Linked DNA regions of Mus musculus: regions 2 and 3 are each linked to region 1. Evidence: chromatin contacts called from public ChIA-PET data. All regions are on one chromosome and are shown on one strand. The core of a region is the stretch at or near the end of the contact, and the rest is flanking DNA. Distances in the headings are between cores, read along the strand shown. Region 1 overlaps Card11 (caspase recruitment domain family, member 11). Region 2 has its middle 21 kb from the start of Gm38730. Region 3 has its middle 4.3 kb from the start of Gm38729.

Region 1 (3,773 bases), core at 768-3,267:
GGTCCCTGAGAACTACATGGTGGAAAGAGAGAAGAGAGACTTTTGCAATCCGTCCTCTTGTCTCCAAGCACGCGCCATCACTCACACACACACACACACACACACACACACACACACACACACACACACACATTTTGACTGGCTTTCATGGCTCCGATTCCCAGAGATTCATTACTCAAAATTGGGTTGGTAGGTGGCTCACTTGGTAAAGTACTTGCATGACAAGCTTGGGGACCTGAGTTCAATCCCCAGAATCCACATCAACAAACCAGGGATGGTATCTTGGGCTCTCCATCCCAGGGATCCTTGGGGCTCACTAGGCAGCATGTATTCTGCCACTCCGTTTTGTCATTTCTCCTTTCTCTTATCTTCCCTCCTCCTCTCCCTCCTCTCCTTCCTCCTCCTTCAGATGTAAACCTATAGGTGAATGCAATTTTTCCAGTCTGCCCACCCCCACCCCCACCTCTCCCTCCTCCCATCACCGCCCATCAGACAGGCAGGGGAGAAGCTCAGAATGGAACCTGAACTTGACACATTGTTACAAAAACAAATTCCCACAGGGGTGGGGGTGGGGGAGGGTCACTTCCAGCCACCCAGCTAGCGTGGAAACTTTCAATATGATTTTGAACTAGGCACCCAGTGGCTTCAAAGCAGCCCCGGGGTTGAGGCGGGGCACCAGCACCTCCATCCTCACTCATGACTTTCATGTCCAAACAACACAGAAAACACCCCTTTTTTCTCCTGCCTCCCCACACGCCCTTTCCTGTGCAGCTTTGGGTTCTGCCCACATGGGAGCGTTCCTTCCAGAGAGGCCCTGGGTGAGAGCCCTCTGTTGGGGAGGGCTGGCAAGCCTGTGGTAGTCCTCTGGGGAGGACGAGGTCCAGGAGCCTGAGAACTTGAGGCTGTGTTGACTTAAGATCAGTGTAGAGAGAGTGGGGTGTTAGGGGGAACCTCCTTCCATCTTTCTCTGCCGTCCACCCTTGCGGCTCTGGGCCTGCCTCTCAGTCTTGCAGACTAGAGCTTGGCCATCCCTGGGGGGAGCATCTTAGACACTCATTCCTTCCCAGATCTTCACGCTGCATCCCTCCCCCCAAACTCTATGCAAGTCCGTTTGGCTTTTCAGGCCAGCCAGCCCGAGGCTTCCGAACTTAAATAAATAAATAGAAATAAATCAGTAGACTTTCTATCCGAGGCTCCTTTCTGGTCACGTCTGTCCCCTTGGCGAGACTTCTAAGTGGAAGTGAGACGGCCTCTGCTTGAAGGAAATTTACCATCACTTCAGGCATTATAGAGGTGGAGCGTTGGCCCTGCAGCCCCTCCGCTCCTCACCAGGCGCTTTATCGCGACTTAAATGGCTGCAGCTGGACCTTGGCAGCCCCAGAGCAGTTAACTTGTTTCTATGGTCTGTTGGGGGGTGGGGGGGAGATGCCATGCTTGTTGGCTGCTAGGAGTGTTGATTTGAAAGGTGCCTGGGTCCTTGGCAGACTAGGGATGGGCCATGAGGCAGAAAGGAGAGAAGCAGTGGCCTCCGGGTCCCCCGGCTACCCACTCTCAGCTTCCTATGTTGCACTTTTGGTATCTTTTTAAAATGACGAAACTGCTACAGGCTGCACTATGCTGTTTTCTGTTTTTGTTTTTTTGTTGTGTGTGTGTTGTTTTAATGAGAACAAAGATGGGACAATTGGTGCCTTGATAAGGTGACAAAGCCATGAAGATTCAACCTGTGATATTTGTCATAATGTAGCCACAGAAGCCTTACGTTTTCAACCCGGGTCGGAGAGGCCCCACTGTGCCTTGGGGCAGAGTTCTCTGCAGAGGCTGGTAGCTGGTCAGAGTGCTCAGGGTAAGTGGCCAAGAGGGCTCAGCTGTAGATGGAGCATCTGTCTCAACCCCCTCCCCCCCCCACCAAGAGTGTGTGTGGAGAGATTGCAAAAGTCTGAGGATAGCAGGGAGAGCGGTGAAATGCTGTCCTCCGTACAGGCAGGGCGTTGCGCTCACCAGCCCAGAGGCTGTGGTTTTCTGTACAGGATCAAACCAGTAAACACTCTTTACAGGGCTTGCAGGGGTAGGCGTGGCTCCCGAGGCCCCACCTCCAGCGGAGAAACTCTACAGTTAGCATCTGGTAAGGGTCGAAAGGGTCTCATTTCACCTCCCTTCAGAGCATACGTTTGCGTGGGAAAGCTTAGCCCATTCCCACCTTGACTGTGCTTGATGGAAACACCTGCTAGTGAGACTGTGGGATAAGAACCTCTGCAAAGGAGAACTGGAGGAATTTTAATGCAAGAAAAAGAACGGCATAGGAGGAGTCCTGTCTCCCCAGCCTGGGACGCATGTTTCGTGCTTCTTCTTGGGCTGGCAGCCACTGTGGCTGCTGGAGGCCTGCAGGCAGTTTACCCGTCCCTGTCCCGTGAGTTTACATTCAACTGCTGCTCTGGTTGCTGGCCTTGGGCCCCAGGCTCTGGGGTTGCTCATCTCTGTTCACGCCAGCAGAGCCTGACCTTCCACCAGGCGTCTGGTGTCTGGTAACTTTGTTGCTAGGGGCTCAGGACCCCGGTGTGTCTGTGTGTAGGTCAGACCCAGACAAGCTCACAGCTGGTCCTCGTCCACCCAGATGGTCTTGCGCTGCTCCTCTACAATCTTGTCTTTGAGGACTCGCAGCAGCTCCTCCACGCTGCTCCACATCTCAGCTTCCACGGTGGCGTAGAGGCAGGGCAGCGCCTCCAGCTCCTTCTCTTTGAGCCTGCACACTCGCAGGAATTCCTCTTCCGTCTCTGGCCGCGGCAGCAGCTTCCTGGGGGTGGAGAGGTGGGCAGGGAGAGACAGCAGGCAGGGGAAGACATGGGGAGGCTGCAGGGCTCGATGCTCACAGTGTGAGCTAGAAGCCTGGGTTGTACAGTTGCCTGTGGGGGTCAAGGACCACACATGACGGGGACCTGCTGCCTTCACCTCCCTAGTGCTGGGATTATAGCCGTGAGTGTACTCACTAATATGTGAATTCAAAGCTAGCCTGGGCTACATGGTGAGAACCTTTCATTCCAGAATCAGGACATCGTCCCAAATGGAAACTCTGTCCCCATTAAACACAAACTCCACTCTCTCCCCCTGTGTTTCATCTTGGCTCCTATCACTGCTTCCTGTCTCTATGAGTCTGATACTTAAGGGATTTCCCGTAAGTGGAACCCTATGTTGCCTGTCTTCCTGGTTGATTTTTTACAGCATCCTATCCTTGAGAGCCACCCCTATCCTGGCAGGTGTTAGAATACTCTCCCTTTTCAGGGTTGGATACTATTCCACCAGGCTAACCTCAAACTTGTGGTCCTCCTGAGTGTCTGGAATATAGGCTCGTGCCACCACATCTGGCCACTTCCCTCTTTGAATTTGGGCTTCTTACATTCTTGGGCTCGACCCAAGTATCTCAGTGACAGGAAGTTGACAGACCATCTCTCACCAGCCACATTCACCCCATGTGTCTTACATATGTGTACTGGCATTTGCCCGGCTGCACTCAGGGTTAGTGTCACACGTCCCAGCATCCAGAGTTTTTGGAAGGGCTGAGTAAGGGTGGTGTGTGTGTGGCAGGTGTGAGGACTGGGTGTCCTTACCTGAACCGTTTGATGTTCTTCTCGCTCACCCGGATGAGCAGCACTATGGGGTACACCTTGCACTTGATCAGGTCGCGCACACAGCCGATCCCAGCCTCCAGCAGGCAGTGTTTGTTCTGCAAGTATAACAGCCACCATCAGCAGTGGTGCCCACCCAGCTGTCCTTGTGGG
Region 2 (3,773 bases), core at 705-3,204, 170 kb after region 1:
ACGTAACCATGTGCCCAGTGATGCTGAAATTCTAACCGCTCCCCCCACCCAGGGCCTGGAATGCAGCCTTATTGGGAAATAGGTTCTCTACAGATAACCAAATTAAGACAAGGTCTTTAGGCAGACCCTGTGGTGGTTCATTTTAATTGTCAGTTTATGGGATTTAGAATCACGGGGTTGGGGGGGGGGAGTGTTGCAAGGGTGGAGGGGTAGTGGTAAGTAGGGAGGTTTGGGTGGTGGGTATAAGGGAGTGGGAACCTCTGGACATGTCTAGGAGGGAGTTTCTATATTGGGTGAACTGAGGTAGGAAGACCCACCCTCACAGTGAGCAGGACCGCCCTATGGGGCGGGGTCCTGGACTGAGGCTAAAGGAGGCAGCTGAGTCCCAGCATTCCTGTCTCCCTGTGCAAGGTCAGTTGTTAATTGTCCAGCGATACAGTCTAGGATCACCTGGGAGAATTGGCTCCATGAGGGATGATTATCTAGATCCGATCTTGCGCTTAAGTTAAAGGGAGCTGAGCAGCAGGTGGTTTGGGTCAGGGCTTGTCTTGATTTGCCTTAACTCATGTGCCAAGCCCCAGTCTGAGTGGCCAGCAGCAGCCCTTGGTTTGGAGCCGGCATGTGTAAGGGTAGAGAACTGTCTGACTGTTAGGCACGTCTTCAATCATTTCTCTCCTCCGGACTGGATGGGATGTTCCTAGCTGCTTTACATCCATGCATTGTCTTCCTGCTGTGATGAACAGTACCCTGGAGTTGTGAGCTGCCTCCCTTAAGTGCACAAGTCAAGGGTCATCAAAGATTGTTGTCAAGTGACAGAGATGGGAAGACATACCTCTTGCTTTCCAGTCCTCCGTAGGAACCAAGCTGAGACCCCTTGACCTTGGACTTCAGACCCCACCCCACCCCCAACCCCCCAACAGCATGACATGTTACTACTGAGCTGCCTGGCTGGTGGTACTGTCTCATAGCAGGCCTGGCTAACGCAGGATTCAGCAGAGGGGTCATGCGATCTTTCCTCCACATATGCATGTGCTGATGTGTGTGCAAGTGTGCATGCATGTATGTGCACATGTGTGGAGGTTGATGGTTAAGTGTCTTCCTGCATTGGTTGTGCTTCACCTTAGTTCTTAAGGCAGGATCTTTCACTGAGCCGAGAGCTGGCTGGCCAGTGAGCCTCAGGAGTCCACTTGCCTCTGTATCCCTCTGTGCTGCAGTTAAAGAGGAATGCTTGACACCTGGCTTTAAGTATATCTAATATTACTTATTCTCTGGGAGTTGCATGCACGTCTACAAGACATTTTGATCCTATCCACCCTCTAATTCCCTTTTCCAAGACCCCCTATTATGTCCCCCTCCCAACTTTATGTGTTCTTATTTTGTTACAACAGGCTGAATCCAGTTATGGCAGCTCCTACCCATGTGTGTAAGGCAGAAGCGTTTGCTGTCTTTGACTATAACTGACTCCCTCCCCTTGCAGCAATCAGCTGCCAATCATGGATGAGGGTGGAGCCTGTGAGCTCCTCCCCAATCCATGCTGGAATGATGTCGGGCTTGTCTGTGCGCAGGTAACCACAGCAGCTGTGGGTTCACGGGTACCATGGTCATGTCCAGAAGCCAGTGTTTCACAACTCTCTTCTTCATCTTCTGCCTGGCTTCCATGATGTTCCCTGAATCATGTAGGAGGGTTGGATATAGATGCCCCATTTAGGGCCGAGCACGCAGCAGATTTTTTTTTTTTTCTGAGCACTTTGAGGTGCACCGTGGGAGCTGAGGATCCAAACGCAGGTCCTTGCGCTTACACAGGAACTAAGCCATCTCTTCAGTCCTTAAAAGGACGAAGAAAAAGAATCTGTTGCTGGGAAAGGAAGAGCCGTGAGGTTTGCCCACTGCCAGCCCACAGACTTGATGCAGCTTCGTGCTCTACTTCCTGTGCTGAGGGGTGGAGTGTGCAGCTTCTGCGAACAAAGCTAGGGTGTCGGATGGAGCCCATAGCTGAGCAGTTGGGAGAGCAGACGGGCAGCGTGCAGGATGTAACTCTGCCTGCACTAGCCTGCTGGGCACGCTGGTCTCTCATGCTTGCTGAAGACCCTTATCCCAGGAGGCAACGGTCCTGCCGTGAGACAGAGGTTCAGGAGGGCGTGGGTGCCGAGTGGATGCGTCTCCCATTTCAATTATGTTTAATGTGTGCAAAAGAGGGACACTTCTAGAAAGAATCATAAAAACCTGAAACCTTTTGGAACCAGGTGTCTAAGAAGACTTCAGTTTCAGGGGCAGATGCCTATGTGAACGTGTGTCACCATTATTAAAGTCACAATGGCTCTCTCTCTTGGAAGAATTTGGAATGTCACTAGAACTTTCTAAAGACAAAAGCCAACAAAAGAAAAAGCCAGGCACTACAGCATGTGCCTGTAATCTCCACACACTGGAGGCCAAAGCGAAAAGATTGAGAATTTGAGGCTAGCCTGGGCTATGTAGGAAGACTGTCTCAAAAAGAAAAGGAAACAAAACAAAGCAAAAAGCGCAGCCAGCTGTTATCTTTGGCCCTGAATAAGGCTTAAAAATGATGATTAACATAATCACAAAAGTATGATTTAATCCGTGCAAGGTTATAAATATTAATTGGGAAAAGACGTTATATTGGGAGCATTATTATACACTATGATGTTAATTTTATGAAAATCAGTCCACGCAGCACGCACACTTTTCTTTACTTTTCTCCTCAGCTTTTGCTGGCGGTCTCGGTCTTACTGTGTGGATAAACACTTCCTGTTTCAGCAGCTACCTCTGCCTGGGGTCGGGGGTGGGATCCTGATACCACAGGACCTTGTGATTTCCCACAGATAAGAATCGGAGGCTGCAGAAGCAGGATAAGGGGTTGAGCCTGTAAGCTAGGTGCTTTCAGTGATAATTGTGATTATGTGTGGATGAGTGTGTGTGTGTGTGTGTGTGTGTGTGTGTGTGTGTGTGCATGAATGTCCGTATGTGCTCAAGTGCATGTGTGCTTGTGCATGTGCGTGTGTGTGCGAGAGTGTGTGTGTGTGGAGGGCAGAGGGCAACCTTAGGTGGCAGTCCTTAGTGCCTGGCCACCTTAACTATTAGGACAAATTCTCTCACTCCTTAGAACTGCCTGTGTAGGCTAGGCCAACCACCAGCAAGCCCAGGTATCCATCCACCAAGCATCTCCATCCACCCCAGCACTGAGCTACATGCAAGTGACACTAGGCCCGGACTTTTCTACATGGGCATTGAGTGTCTGAGCTCAGGTACTAATGTAATGTGTTGGCCTATGCTGGCTAATTTGGGGCCCCCAAGACTGAAACACCAGAGATGAGAGAGTCTGAAAGAGTTCACAAGTAAGATACTGAGTGGCCCTGCCCCCAAGTTAATTCTGTTTGCCAACAGCCAGTAGTTGGGCAGAAGAGACATAGGTGGGGTTAAGGTTTGGCGGGCTTGGGAGAAGCCACCTTGGGATAGAAGAAGAAAGTGCAGGAGAGGAGAAAGGAGAGCTACCACGGGTTAGCTGAGCCCTAAAAAATGTGGCCATGTGGGCTGGCAATTAGGGCTCAGAGCATCCCAGACGAAACATAGTAAGTAATAACTTGTGTTGTCAATGGGAAGGCAGATTCTAACAACATGGAGGGTAGGCAGCTGCCCAGCTATTGTGCTGCCTAAGGCATATTTAAAAATACAAGACTGTGTGTCTTTCATCCTGGAACATAAATGGTCTAAGATGAGGAAGAAACCCCAAGCTTGGCTTTTTTTTTTAAAGTATT
Region 3 (3,773 bases), core at 786-3,285, 150 kb after region 1:
TGTCTGTCTGGGGTCTGGTACCATGCTGTTTTTGTTTCCATGGTGTCTTTCTTTTATTTCTGTTTCTGTGACAAAACACTGTCCAAAAGTAACATAGGAGAGCTAAGGGTTTATTTCCACTTAAACTTGTACATCACAGTCATCACTAAGGGAGCTCAAGGTAGGAACTTTAAGGCAGGCCTACTTGCTATTCTACAAAATATTGTCTGTGACCAGGGAACTTACTCACAAAGAAGTAGAGCAGGGACCGTGGAGGATGCTGCTTGCTGGCTGGTTCCCAGGCTCATGCTTAGCTGGCTTTCTCACAGCTCAGGACCACCTGCCTAGGGATGGTGCCACCCACAGTGGGCTGGGCCTTCTCACACCAATTAACAAAGCAATTCCTCACAGACACACCCACAGGCCAATCTGATCTAAGCTACTCTTCAGTGGAGGCTTTCTTCTTAGTTGATTGAAGGCTGTATCAGGTTGGCAGTTAGAAAACTATCCAGACATATGGCTGAGGAGTGTAACTTGAAATCACATTAACATATACATCTACACAGCACACTCATGCACTAAAACACTTCCACATACCTATTTGCTTCCCACGGGACTCATACACCCACGAAAGGCATATTTTCACACAAACACTCACACAAGTTCAAACTCACAAACTCCCTTAAACTCACGAACTTAAACCCACATATTCAAACTCAAACAGACATTCAAATTCACACACACACACACACACACACACACACACACACACTCAAACAACTCTCTCTCTTTCTCTCTCTCCCCACTCATATGTTCCAACTTCTACATTCCCATAATTTGAACTCACACACACTCACACACTTTCTTGTGTCTTTTGTTTGTATCAGGAAATGCTGAACATAACTGGACGCACAGGGATGGTCTGTGTAATTTCGAAGTATCTGACTAGAGAAATTAAATATATCAGTATTTTATTAATAACTCTTCAGATGCTCTGGGCCTGCCAGTATCCTCTGGGTACAGCAATTTTCATTAAAGTGTGGTGTCCCAATCCTCCACAGTGTGGCCCACCCCGATTGATTTTTATCCATTGATCTCGTATTTTTCAAGCTTGCAGAACTCATTTATTATTCGTGATGGGGTTTAGTGGATTTCTCGGGTTTTCTACAAAACTTTGCCATCTGAGGATAGGAACAATCGTGTTTCTTTTCCTATCTGGATACCGTTCATTTCTTTTTCTTGCCTAATTGCCTGGGCTAGGACTACTAGAAGTAGCCAGAGTGGGCAGTCCTAGTTTGTTGCCATGGTAACTCATTCTTGAAACAATGTATGCTTTGGGGGCATATCCTACAGCAGGGTCCTCTGAGTGAGTTCCTACGTTCAAGTAATAACCAATGTAGCAATTTGAGGCTCACATATATATTATTAAAATCCAAAGGTAACCCCATCAGTTGTTTAGAACTTATACTCATCCAAGACTACTTTCCAGGGGGAAGATGATTGATTTCCGATATTGTGTAGGATTGCTGTTAGATTGTTCTTCTTTTCTTTCTTTCTTTCTTTCTTTCTTTCTTTCTTTCTTTCTTTCTTTCTTTCTTTCTTTCTTTCTTTCTTTCTTTCTTTCTTTCTTTTTGGTGTGTGTGTGTGTGTGTGTGTGTGTTTGTAGCTAATCACAGTTGGTTTTATGGTTACAATGTACCATTTTTGCTTGCACCCAGCATAGAGGTGCCTCTAGTACCCTACCCTTAGTTTTTGAAGGCTCACCTTACTTTTCCTGAGTCCTTTGGGTCCTTTCTTGGACTTAATCCCCTCTAATGCACAAACAGGTTCTCCTGTGGGCACGAATAATGTGTGCCCTTTTTGTATGTCTCTCACAGCATAGCACAGAAGTCCAAGGGCACACACTGTCAGAGCTGAACTTCAATGCTCTGGGGACTGTGTTCAGAGATGTAGGACAGTAGGCCTGTAGGATATGTGTCCCCTGACCCTTGCACATTCAAGCAGCTGGGTTCTGCTGTGGGATTTGCCTTGAACTCACTGTGTAATCCTGGGTCCTCAATATTTCTTTCAGTTTCCTTTTTTATATGAAATAGCACCTCTACCTACCACCACCAGCCCCGACCCCTCCCTTTCCTCTTTCACCGTTCACACACACACACACACACACACACACACACACACACACACACACACACAGAGAGAGAGAGAGAGAGAGAGAGAGAGAGAGAGAGAGAGAGAGAGATGCTTCAGAGTGGAAAGTTTTGTAAACATTGCTTTGCCACTGAGCCCAGGAAGGAGCTAAGAGTCTAATGAAAGGGGATGCCACCTGCAGGCATCACAACACTCTTCAAGGTCTTTAGCTGGCCACACACACTTAGGATGCACTTTAGGATGTTTATATGGAGTGAGGGAAATGGAGAGAGATGGTTTTCTTATACACAACTGAGAGGAGAGAGAGAGAGAGAGAGAGAGAGAGAGAGAGAGAGAGAGAGAGAGAGAGAGCTGTTTCTAGAGGAGGAGCAAGCCATAGCAGGAAAGAGGAAGTGTTTCTTCTGGCTGCTGATGCAGCTGTCAAGGGAAGGAGCTGTAAGGCCCTCACCCCTGCCTCTGAGCTTTTTACTGGGGACAGAGCCCCACCTTCCCAAGAGACACCACCTGGACTCTATCCCTGGGCTTTCTCTGCTGTAGCTGAGCCATGAAGAATGATTCTACATGAATGGTTGAAAGGAAGAGGGTATCCTGGCTCTCTAGGGGACTGGACCAATAATAACCTTTGACTCTTCCCATCTGGTCTCCCACTGCTCACTATGGTTCCTCTGATGGCTAATTTCTGTGTGTGCAGGTGCGTGTGCGTACGCACATGTGTATTCTGGAAGTCAGAGGTCAATGTTGATCTCGTGTGTGTGTGTGTGTGTGTGTGTGTGTGTGTATTTGTGGGGGACAAGAGTGGTACATGCAATTATGTGTAAGTGGAGGTCAAAGGATAACTTGAGGGAGTTGTTTCTTGTCATGATGCTGAAAACTAGGCGCTAACATTGAGATGTTGCAAGGCAAAAACTGTACTTTTCTGGCTAGGCCAGACTTACACTCTCCTCAGGAGTAGGAGAATGAAAGCAGCCCAGACCAGAAGCAGGAGGACCCTTGTATAAAAAGTGATCACAAAAGCGGAATTTTGCAGCTATTTTTATAATCATGGGAAAGGTGCTTGTTACAGGTTTATGGTCAGACAGTTAACATACCATGAAACATTTTCTGGTTAGTCAATTCTTGGAACAATGGGAACAATTTACCATGTGTAATTAAACAAGATTATCAAGAAAAAAAAATCCAAAAAAACAAACTAAAACCAAAAAAACAAGTTGACCTCTAGCTTAGGATATGACCAAAGTCTAATTAAAAAGAAAAATAGTCAGTTGTCTCTTAACATTTCTCTCTTGAGCCTTCCTAGGGTTCAACTGTGGGTCCTTAGGCTTGTTGGCAAATGCTCTTAGCTGTGGAGACATCTCACTGACCCTTAAATGTTTTCTGGCAGGAGAGACTGAGTTTGGGGCCCAGCCCTCTGCAATTACCCTGATAAGTTGACATGGGAGCTGGAGTATTCACATACTATCTTTGTTGGTCACTGTTGCTGAGGTGGCATTGTTTTGAGACAGGGTTTCTCTGTGTTGTTCTGGCTGTCCTAGAACTCACTATGCAGATCAAGCTGGCTTAAAACTCACAGAGATCCACCTGTCTCTGCCTCCCGAGTGCTGGGATTAAAGGTGTGTGCCACCACCGCCTGGCTTCATATACCA

Evidence for each region. ChIA-PET counts read pairs in DNA pulled down with a chosen protein or histone mark.
Region 2: a contact with region 1 is called in an RNA polymerase II ChIA-PET map of memory CD8 T cells, with 117 read pairs. The contact joins two enhancer-like sites. A contact is called at or near these places in 3 of 484 Hi-C or Micro-C datasets (CD4 T cells, myeloid progenitors and olfactory sensory neurons) and 3 of 115 datasets of contacts at active chromatin or transcription factors (effector CD8 T cells, large pre-B cells and memory CD8 T cells).
Region 3: a contact with region 1 is called in an RNA polymerase II ChIA-PET map of memory CD8 T cells, with 228 read pairs. The contact joins two enhancer-like sites. A contact is called at or near these places in 5 of 39 promoter capture datasets (the C10 cell line, cranial neural crest, pre-B cells and 2 more), 6 of 484 Hi-C or Micro-C datasets (CD4 T cells, CD8 T cells, Th1 cells and 2 more), 4 of 115 datasets of contacts at active chromatin or transcription factors (T-cell acute lymphoblastic leukemia, double positive thymocytes, effector CD8 T cells and 1 more) and 3 of 9 other capture datasets (adipose tissue, liver and pancreatic islet).

What each region holds. Positions count from the first base shown.
Region 1 is chr5:140,870,739-140,874,511 of GRCm38.p6, forward strand. It overlaps Card11 (caspase recruitment domain family, member 11), which reads right to left. Exons shown (of 25, transcript NM_175362.2): 24 at 3,603-3,718; 25 at 2,261-2,791. The coding sequence ends at 2,587. The region is part of intron 3 of Gm30804 (a long non-coding RNA gene); the gene reads left to right. Among named protein-coding and RNA genes, the nearest start is that of Gm52831, 19 kb to the left of the region's middle. Within about 2 kb of position 2,018, at least 97 of the 459 cell types and tissues checked have an H3K27ac peak or open chromatin away from gene starts, as enhancers often do. A contact at or near this core is called in CD8 T cells, T-cell acute lymphoblastic leukemia, Th1 cells and 4 more, where this site is marked.
Region 2 is chr5:141,042,322-141,046,094 of GRCm38.p6, forward strand. No RefSeq gene overlaps it. Among named protein-coding and RNA genes, the nearest start is that of Gm38730, 21 kb to the right of the region's middle. Within about 2 kb of position 1,955, at least 96 of the 459 cell types and tissues checked have an H3K27ac peak or open chromatin away from gene starts, as enhancers often do. A contact at or near this core is called in effector CD8 T cells, memory CD8 T cells and myeloid progenitors, where this site is marked.
Region 3 is chr5:141,015,921-141,019,693 of GRCm38.p6, forward strand. No RefSeq gene overlaps it. Among named protein-coding and RNA genes, the nearest start is that of Gm38729, 4.3 kb to the left of the region's middle. Within about 2 kb of position 2,036, at least 92 of the 459 cell types and tissues checked have an H3K27ac peak or open chromatin away from gene starts, as enhancers often do. A contact at or near this core is called in CD8 T cells, T-cell acute lymphoblastic leukemia, Th1 cells and 3 more, where this site is marked.